Linked DNA regions of Mus musculus: regions 2 and 3 are each linked to region 1. Evidence: chromatin contacts called from public Hi-C and targeted proximity ligation data. All regions are on one chromosome and are shown on one strand. The core of a region is the stretch at or near the end of the contact, and the rest is flanking DNA. Distances in the headings are between cores, read along the strand shown. Region 1 holds the start of Rbm4b (RNA binding motif protein 4B). Region 2 has its middle 38 kb from the start of 2010003K11Rik. Region 3 has its middle 17 kb from the start of 2010003K11Rik.

The links. A called contact is a pair of places that touch in the nucleus more often than the background predicts.
Region 2: a targeted proximity ligation map of bone marrow-derived macrophages shows a contact between it and region 1, with 4 times the contacts expected there. A contact is called at or near these places in 6 of 39 promoter capture datasets (the 3T3-L1 cell line, the HPC-7 cell line, hematopoietic stem and progenitor cells and 2 more) and 5 of 130 datasets of targeted methods (the 230-238 cell line, the NIH/3T3 cell line, bone marrow-derived macrophages and 2 more).
Region 3: a contact with region 1 is called in a Hi-C map of the N1E-115 cell line, with 11 times the contacts expected there. A contact is called at or near these places in 15 of 39 promoter capture datasets (the 3T3-L1 cell line, the C10 cell line, the HPC-7 cell line and 11 more), 26 of 484 Hi-C or Micro-C datasets (CD8 T cells, LSK cells, the N1E-115 cell line and 18 more), 19 of 130 datasets of targeted methods (the 230-238 cell line, the NIH/3T3 cell line, bone marrow-derived macrophages and 12 more) and 3 of 9 other capture datasets (adipose tissue, liver and macrophages).

The regions. Positions count from the first base shown.
Region 1 is chr19:4,755,079-4,757,999 of GRCm38.p6, reverse strand. Rbm4b (RNA binding motif protein 4B) reads right to left here and starts at 1,475. Exons shown (of 4, transcript NM_025717.3): 1 at 1,339-1,475; 2 at 331-754. The coding sequence starts at 742. All of the region lies in intron 2 of Gm21992 (predicted gene 21992), which reads left to right.
Region 2 is chr19:4,535,300-4,538,061 of GRCm38.p6, reverse strand. It overlaps a transcript of Pcx not described here. Among named protein-coding and RNA genes, the nearest start is that of 2010003K11Rik, 38 kb to the right of the region's middle.
Region 3 is chr19:4,514,575-4,517,274 of GRCm38.p6, reverse strand. It overlaps a transcript of Pcx not described here. Among named protein-coding and RNA genes, the nearest start is that of 2010003K11Rik, 17 kb to the right of the region's middle.

The sequences.
Region 1 (2,921 bases), core at 226-2,725:
CAACAAAGTCCTAACCTCTAGCCCTTCTCACACTACCTAACTACTTCTCTGCCTAGGCAACTTAAGACTTGTGACAGTACTCAAGTGAATGAAGACCAAAGGCAGGCAGGCAGGAGCCCATGCAGTTGTGGAGAAGGAGCTTGGCGAATACAATGGGGAAGGCTTACTTCCCCAGAGTGAATTATGCTAAGAGTAGTAAACATAACCTGTTCTTTGCATTTAAAAGAATGGCAGAAGCCACTCTTGAAGCCCTGTGGTCTTGTGTTCTTCCCTCTGCCTTGAGCTAGAGACTCCACGAAGGTCTGCCACCCAATCCCCAGAACAGTTCACCTTGAAACTCTGTGTTGTCGAGGCCCCTGATGGCCTCCACCGCATCCTCTGCCCGCTCCATGTGTACAAAGGCATAATCTTTCACGATGTCACATTCGATGACTGGGCCGTACTCCTCAAACTTGGCCCGAAGCTCTTGGTTGGTACAAGTGGGGCTGATGTTGCCCACGTGTAACTTGGTTGAAGCTTTGCTCTTATTCTTGCTGGCTTCCACATTGATGTTCACTCCGTGCAGCTTGTAGTGGTGCAGGTTGCGTATGGCATCCTCAGCGGCCGTCTTGTCCTCTATGTGCACAAAGCCATAATTCTTAATGATGTCACATTCCAGCACCTTCCCGTACTGCTCGAAGAGTGAGCGGATCTCCTGCTCTGTGGCCTCCCGGGGCAGATTTCCAATGAACAGCTTCACCATCCTGACAAGAGCCTGGCAGAGAAGAAACAAGATTTTAAAAGTCAGGTGTGAAGTGAGAAACTGACACTACAGCACACCCCGACCCTCACAGTTCTTTTTGAGAGAGGAACTGCTGTGTGACAATGCCAACAGAAGGTCGGGGGTCAGAATGCACAACAAGGTCTAAGATATATATCCGTGAGGTCAGGCACATTGACTCTACAAGGTTAGCTCCTTCACGGTTTAGCACAGGGATGAAAGACAAGTGGAAGGCATGAAGTATCTGAATGTCCCTAGTTACGGGTTTTTGGAGGGAAATCTGTGTACCTCTCCACAGCGCGGTATCCCCTCCCACCATACTCCAAGAACGAAAGCCCTCTTTCACCCAACACTGGACCCCTATCCTCAGCGGCCCAACCTCCGCTGCAACATCCCAACAAAGACTCGGCCCGACCCCTGCCCCGCCCCCTCCGGAGACCCGGCCCCGCCTCCTTTCCTTGTCTTCCCGGGACCTTCCTCAGAAGATGAGTGGCCCCAAACCCGAGCCTTCCCGGCCCTCCGAGGTCCGGCCCAGTCCGCTCCAGGGCTTCCCACACACCCACAGCATCCTCTCCTACCTCCGGGTGGTGCCGGCGGTGGCGGCGGGTCCCGCGTCAGAGAGAACCCTACAAAATGGCGACGGCCGCTCGAGCCTCGGCGCGACCGGGCGCTTTCTCGCGCGCCAGCTCACGCACGCGCGAGTGCGCGCTGCCTGCCTCCCCTCCCCCTCGCAGGAGCGGGGCGACCAATCCTGCGGCCGCACACAACTGTCCGCCCCCCGTGCGGGGGCGGGGTCATGTGGTGACGGCACTGCGGAGCGAAGGTCAGCCCGCCCCCAGCCCGGGCTAGCCAATCACCGCCTTGGGAGTGGGTCGCGGCTTGCGCGTCAAGGGGGCTCAGGAAGCAACCATTGCCTTGGCAAAACCGTAAGGCCCGGGGGAGTCTCTAAGCATCACAATGGATCGTGGTATTGGGCGCACTGTCGAGGGGGCTGATGACAAAGGGTTGTGTCACTGGGCCCGCTAGAAGGGGGTTTTCTCAACCTCTGGCTGCTGAGAGCGATACTTCAGAAACCCAGGCACTACCACATCTTAACCTAATCTCTCCCTTGTTTGGGTAGGAAGGGGTAAGAATTCCCGTAAAACAATTTAATTTTCACTGCAATAGTGTTGTTCATTGGTGAAGAAGCTGAGACTGAGAGTGGAGTAGAAAGATAATCTGGGTTAGAACTAGGTTAGGTCTGAGGGAGGCATTTCTCTATCCAAACTATACTTTGTCATGTTTATTCATGAATATACGTGGGCTGGCTTTCCCTCGTAGTATCTGTCTATCCTGGTTCCTGAAATGTGGTGAGCATTACCAAGGAATACGTTGTCCAGAGGTCCAGGGAGAATCCAGGTTTGGGGAATGAGTGACAAGGGTTCCGCATCCGTCCCAAGCTGCCTGAGGCACAGGCAATTGTCAGGCTCCAGACTCTCTGTTGCGGTCCAAGGGCACCTCCTGGTGGCAAGCAGGGTACCAGCTTGGTGGATCACTATCACAAAGCAGCGGGCTTACAGACATTGAGGGATTGAATTCATCTCCTAGAAGAGGCACCGGGATGGTTGTTAGACCATCCCCATTGTTGTCAAAACAATTCCCCATTGTGGTAGTTCCAACACCAGCTCCTCCAATAGTATAGAGATCAGTTCCCCGAGTTGACTTCCTGCACCCAAGCTACTTGGAAACATTTCTTTACCAAATCCATGTTTCCCACTCATTTCAGAAGGCATTGTCTAATTGTAATTACACATTTTTAAAATTAATTTTTTTTGGTTTGTTTTTCGAGATGGGGTTTTCTGGCAGTCTTGGCTGTCCTGGAACCTCCTCGGGATCTGCTATCACCTAACCTTGTACATTGTATTTTGGGATCTCTTCCCAAATTTGTGGGGGCTCCACAACTAATGCTCTACTAACAGTTCCCATTTTTTTCTTTTTTAAGATTTATTTATTTATTTATTATATGTAAGTACACTGTAGCTGTCCTCAGACACTTCAGAAGAGAGAGTCAGATCTCGCTATGGATGGTTATGAGCCACCATGTGGTTGCTGAGATTTGAACTCCTGACCTTCGGAAGAGCAGTCCGGTGCTCTTACCCACTGAGCCATCTCACCAGCCCAG
Region 2 (2,762 bases), core at 107-2,606, 220 kb after region 1:
ATAGATAGATAGATAGATGGATGAGGGAGGTGGGGGACAATTCTAGAGAGCTAGGATGTAGCTCAGTGGTAGAATGACAAAAAAGCTTCCCAAACCCCATGTTCATATTCCTGGAAAGAAGTTTGTCTTAGTCAGGGTTTCTATTCCTGCACAAAACATCATGACCAAGAAGCAAGTTGAGGAGGAAAGGGTTTATTCAGCTTATACTTCTGCATTGCTGTTCATCACCAAAGGAAGTCAGGAAAGAACTCACACAGGGTAGGAACCTAGAAGCACGAGCTGATGCAGAAGCCATGGAGGAATGCTGCTTACTGACTTGCTTCCCCTGGCTTGCTCAGCTTGCTTTCTTATAGAACCCAGGACTACCAGCCCAGGGATGGCACCATCCACAAAGGTGCTATCCTCTCTTGATCACCAATTGAGAAAATGCCTTACAGATGGATCTCACGGAGGCATTTCCTCAAGGGGTGCTCCTTTCTCGATGATAACTCCAGTTTGTGTCAAGTTGACACACAAAACCAGCCAGTACAAAGCTGTGTCTGCAAAGGCTGATTGACACACTAGAAATCCAATGATGCGGCATTGGAACATTGGAAGGTCCAGTTGGAACGTTGCAGATCTAGAGCCTAATCACAAATTATCTTGGGCTAGCCTCTTATCCATCTATGTGTCAGACCTAAAATCCTGTGACTAACAGATTAAAAACCTTCTAGGATATATTAACTTAGCAGACTACTAGCTTCAACCACCCCTAATGCTAAGAATGTCATCAGATAGCATCTGAGGTCTACAGCTTAGATGTCTACATTTTACTTTAATGCTCCTCTCTGACATTTCCACCAATGTATTTGAAAACTGTCTTGATTTATGTCTTTGCCTGTTACTATGAAAACTTCATAAAATTGCTTCCACATGAAAAGAGCATAGAATCTGGTGTAACATAAATCTGTGTCCCTGGGCCATGGTTGCTCCAGAATAAAGGTTCTCTTATCCTCCTTGGGGTAAGACCTGTGCTTTTGCATTGACATAAGAGAAGCAAGGCCCAAGCTTCTTCCTCTCAGGGATTCCAGCACCTTCAGGTCTAAACTTGACTCTTTTCTTTCTAAAGACAGGGTCTCCTGTAGCTCATGCTGGCTGACATACAATTTATTCTGTAACTAAAGATGACCTGGACATCTAATCCAGTTTGCAAGCCTGGCTTTTTGATCATCATGTCTTCCCTCAGGGTGCCACAGACTGGGTGCCCGCCCTCTTCTTGCTCAACCCTGCTGTGACAATAGTTCAAGGGCCTGCTCCCCAGTGCTCTTACTCACAGCCCACAGATCCTTGTACTCAGAGCCTGCTCGCTCTCCACAGGGACTCCCATGGTAGCTCCTCCCACGGGGACCTTTCACACAGCAACCAGTGTGACTTTTCCAGTAGTACAAGGAATAAATTTGTGACACTTCACATGAGTTATTTCATTTGATCTCTTCCAACAATCCCATAAGGATGACCTCAATGCCCTATAAACATATTTTAAGAATCCTATGTAAAATATCAGGACTGTGTTGAAAAGACAATGGTAAAATTAAACCATCTCCTATTTTTCTTTGAATTACGTTCCCATCTTCATATAGTTCTTCTATAGCCAGAGATTTCTCCTAATAAAGTATCTACTCTAATTTAAATATGTATATGTATGTATATATCAGGGCTGAGCCAAACTTAGTGTTATACACTTTTAATCCCAGCACTTAGAGGCTGAAGCAAGTAGATCTCTGAGTTTGAGGCCAGCCTGGTCTACAGAGAGAGTTCCAGGGCAGCCAGGGCTACACAGAGAAGCCCTGTCTTGAAAAACAATAATAAATCAGGACTGCTAACCAAGTATGGCAGACCATGCCTGTATTCCCAGAAAATAGAAGGCTGAGGTAAGGGGATCAGGAGGTCAGGACATCCTCAATCATATGGCAAATTGGGGGCCAGCCAAGATACTGTCTCAAGAAAAAAAGAAATTTGGCTCTAGCATGTTAAATAAAATTTACAGAGACCACTGCTTTGAACTAAGCTTCTGAACTGGGTCCCAAAAGACTACTTACTGACTAACAATCAAAATAGAATCACTCATGCTGAGGTTCCAGTAAGCTAAAACTGAGCCTTAGACCTGACAATTGGGATTAGAAAGCTAACAGCCAAATTCTGCAAAGAGACCAGCTTCAACTGGTATGATAATGAGGCACCTTCAGCCTTCAGCTTCAGGAACCTAATGGTAAGCAATCATTTATTTTTCTATTGTTCTGCCCCCAAGGCCCCACCTCAAGAAAAAAAAAACTGAAAATTACCAATTTGCTTTTGGTTTTTGTTTCTTCTCTCTTCAGCCATTTTTCTGTCTATAAAACCAATTTCCCAAGTTTGGCTCATTGGAACATTTATTTTATTTTGTAGAATGAAGTGTGGCCTGGTTCCTGAATCAAAAATGAAGCCATTTAGGAGTCATTAAGCTGCCGGTTGTCATTTTGTCCCCTGAAAGCTTCTTTCTAGTAAAGCTGAATCACTTCGTCTCTGCATCTGAGGCCTGTGAACAATCACAGGAACTACCACAGCGTTCACCAGGCCCAGGGAGATCTGCTCTATGAAACAATACTAACTATAAAATCACACAGAGAGAGTGAAAATAGTACTAACACAGGAAAAGCCAGTTCCATGGGCGTGTTTGGGGGGTCAGGTTATGATCAAATCCCAATATGTGGTTGAACTGGATGGCTGATAGACAGGGAGATCTT
Region 3 (2,700 bases), core at 120-2,619, 240 kb after region 1:
AGATTTGTCATCTGTAAAAGATGACAGCCTTAAAAAGCAACAGCATCAGCATCCTGGATTCTGCTCATGAACCTTCTGTGGGCTTTATCTTCTTCCGTACCTTGGCCCTATACTAATAATTAGTACACAGAGCCAGAAAACATAAGTGAATGGTGGATAGGCCATCAGCTTTTTCGCCATGGACTTTGTAAGGAGAATGTGTGGTAGAGTTAAAGACACCTACTACTGACCTAAGACAAGAAAGACAAGAGGAATGTGGAAGATCTCAAAAGTAACCAACTCTAGACTGGAGAAATGGGTCAGCAGCTAAGAGCACTGGATGCTCTTCCAGAGGACTCACGTTTGGTTCCCAATACCCACACACAACCATCTGTAACTAGTTCCAGAAAGCACCTTCACCTTCTTCTGGACTCCTCAGGTACTGTAATGCATGTGGTGCATAGGCAAAACACCCATACACATAAAAGACCTTGACAGAGAGAGAGAGAGAGAGAGAGAGAGAGAGAGAGAGAGAGAGAGAGAGAGAGAACAGGAACTCATGGGTCAAGAAGAGCATCCTGAGAAAATTCTTTGCACAATTAGTTAAAAAAAAAAAAAAAAAAACAACAAGAAAAATCCCTGTACAAAGAAATCTCTACCCCACAATAAACATGTGCTCTGGAGAAACAACAACAAAGTCCCCAGGGTCCCTAGCTGTGAAGCAGGGAGAGCAGCTCAGAGAGAGGGAAAGAGTATCTCTTCTTACAAACTGGAGAGAGACTGGACTGGAGAGAGATGTTGGCCCAAACCATTGCATTAGAACTCAGACTGAGCAGACACACACGGATCTCCCAGTGACCTGCAACCCAGAGAAGCCCCAAGGGAGAAGTGTTTAAGAGTGGCAGGTTTACTGGGCATGGTGGTACATGCCTTTACTCAGGAGGCAGAAATAGGAGACATTCTGTGTTCAAGGCTAGCCTGGTCTACAGAGCGGGTTCCAGGTCAGCCTGGACCACATGAAGAAACGGTCTCAAAAACAAAAGTGGCAAGTTTTAGAGGACAGTGCTGCTGAATGCTCTGTAGGCAGGAAAAGGGACAATTCTTTTACTCCTTGTTCTCTGGCTGCCAGACATCAGAGAAATGCATCAAGTATTTTTTACAATTAGATGACACAATCTCCTTTCATGTCACAGCTGACCATCTCCAGGCTGTCAGCAGCCAGTGCTCTTAACAGCCGAGTGCCACTGCCAAATGCCTGTCTCTGAACTTGGGGTCTTCTCAAAGGCTGCACAGAAGGGATGCTTCCTGTAGGTCAGCACCACTATCCCCTGCCCAGCTTCCCAAGACACACCCTCCCAGAAAAAGGGCCTCCTGCTGCAGCTGGCCAGCTGCCAACTGGAGCTTACAAAGAACCAGATGTCACCTTCCTGTGAAAACCCAGAAAAATGCAGAGATCAAGATGAAGTGGAGATTTTCCAAAAGCTAAGCCTGTGCCTTTTTGTACTGACTGAACTTAAAAGATGGCATGCGCACATTAGGACTACAGTATCTTAAGAAACTCCCATGTGACCCATTGACAGGCCTGGGCTCAGGCTCAGAACTCACCATTAGTGTTGTCAGCTCTCCAGAAGGTAGATGTTAGCTAAAGTAAAAGAGAAAAAAAAAAAGGTTGTTATCCTCATTTCTCCAGACACTCCCCAGAGAACCCAGGAATGTCAGAAACACCGGGAGTGTACAGAACTGCTTGTTCTATAAGGGTCATAATGCCCCTGCTGCCTGCACCCCACATCTTACTGCTCTGCCACCCAGTCATCTATAAAATGTGGGGCAATAGCAATAACTGAGAAGAAAGACAGAGGGTTAGAATCTGTGATCTTTCTGCCTCAAACTCCAGAAGTAGCTAGAGTTACACATAAGCCTGTATAGGGGTAGAAGAATCACAAATTCAAAACCTATGTCTCCAAATAAAAGGTAAAAGGGGACTAGAAACAGGGATCAACAGTAAAAAAAAAAAAAGTATTTGTTCTTGCAGAGGGTCCAGGTACAGTTCTCACAAGCACATGACCACTCAAAACCTTCTGTAATTCTAGTTCCAGGGGATATGATACCTGGGCTGCATGAACACTACATACATACATACATTCACACATGCAGTTAAAACACCCATACACATAAAATAAAGGTATGTATATAAACAAGACTGGGATATAGCTCAGTGATACAGCAGTTGACTAGTATCCATGGGACGCTAGGCTCAATCAGTCCCCAGCACTAAAAGAGGAAACAGGCATGCTCTCATGAGGGCCAACATGCAATAACCATTTAAGTAAAACGCCCGACTGGAACCACTATGAAAGAACAAAACTCACAAGGCTGTCTCCTCCAAAGTGCTTTTTCTTCCCTCCCTCCTCCCTCCAGCTCCAGATGTACTTTCTCTAGGCAGCAGCACCTACTCTTCAAGAGCTACCTGCACTCCTGATTCTCAGATGCTGGCCTATCTCACTGTGCAACTTGACACTAATGAAGTACAGGCCTACGTGACCTGCCATGCATCTTCTCTTCACACCCCCCCCCTCTTATCCTCTCTTGCTGAGGCCCCTCCTTGCCATATTTAAGAGGACACCTCAATATTTAAGGACCCCCACCCCAGGAACACACAAGGAGTATATAGCTACTTTGGATACTCTGTAGGCTACTTCTTTTCTAAAGACCACTTGTGAG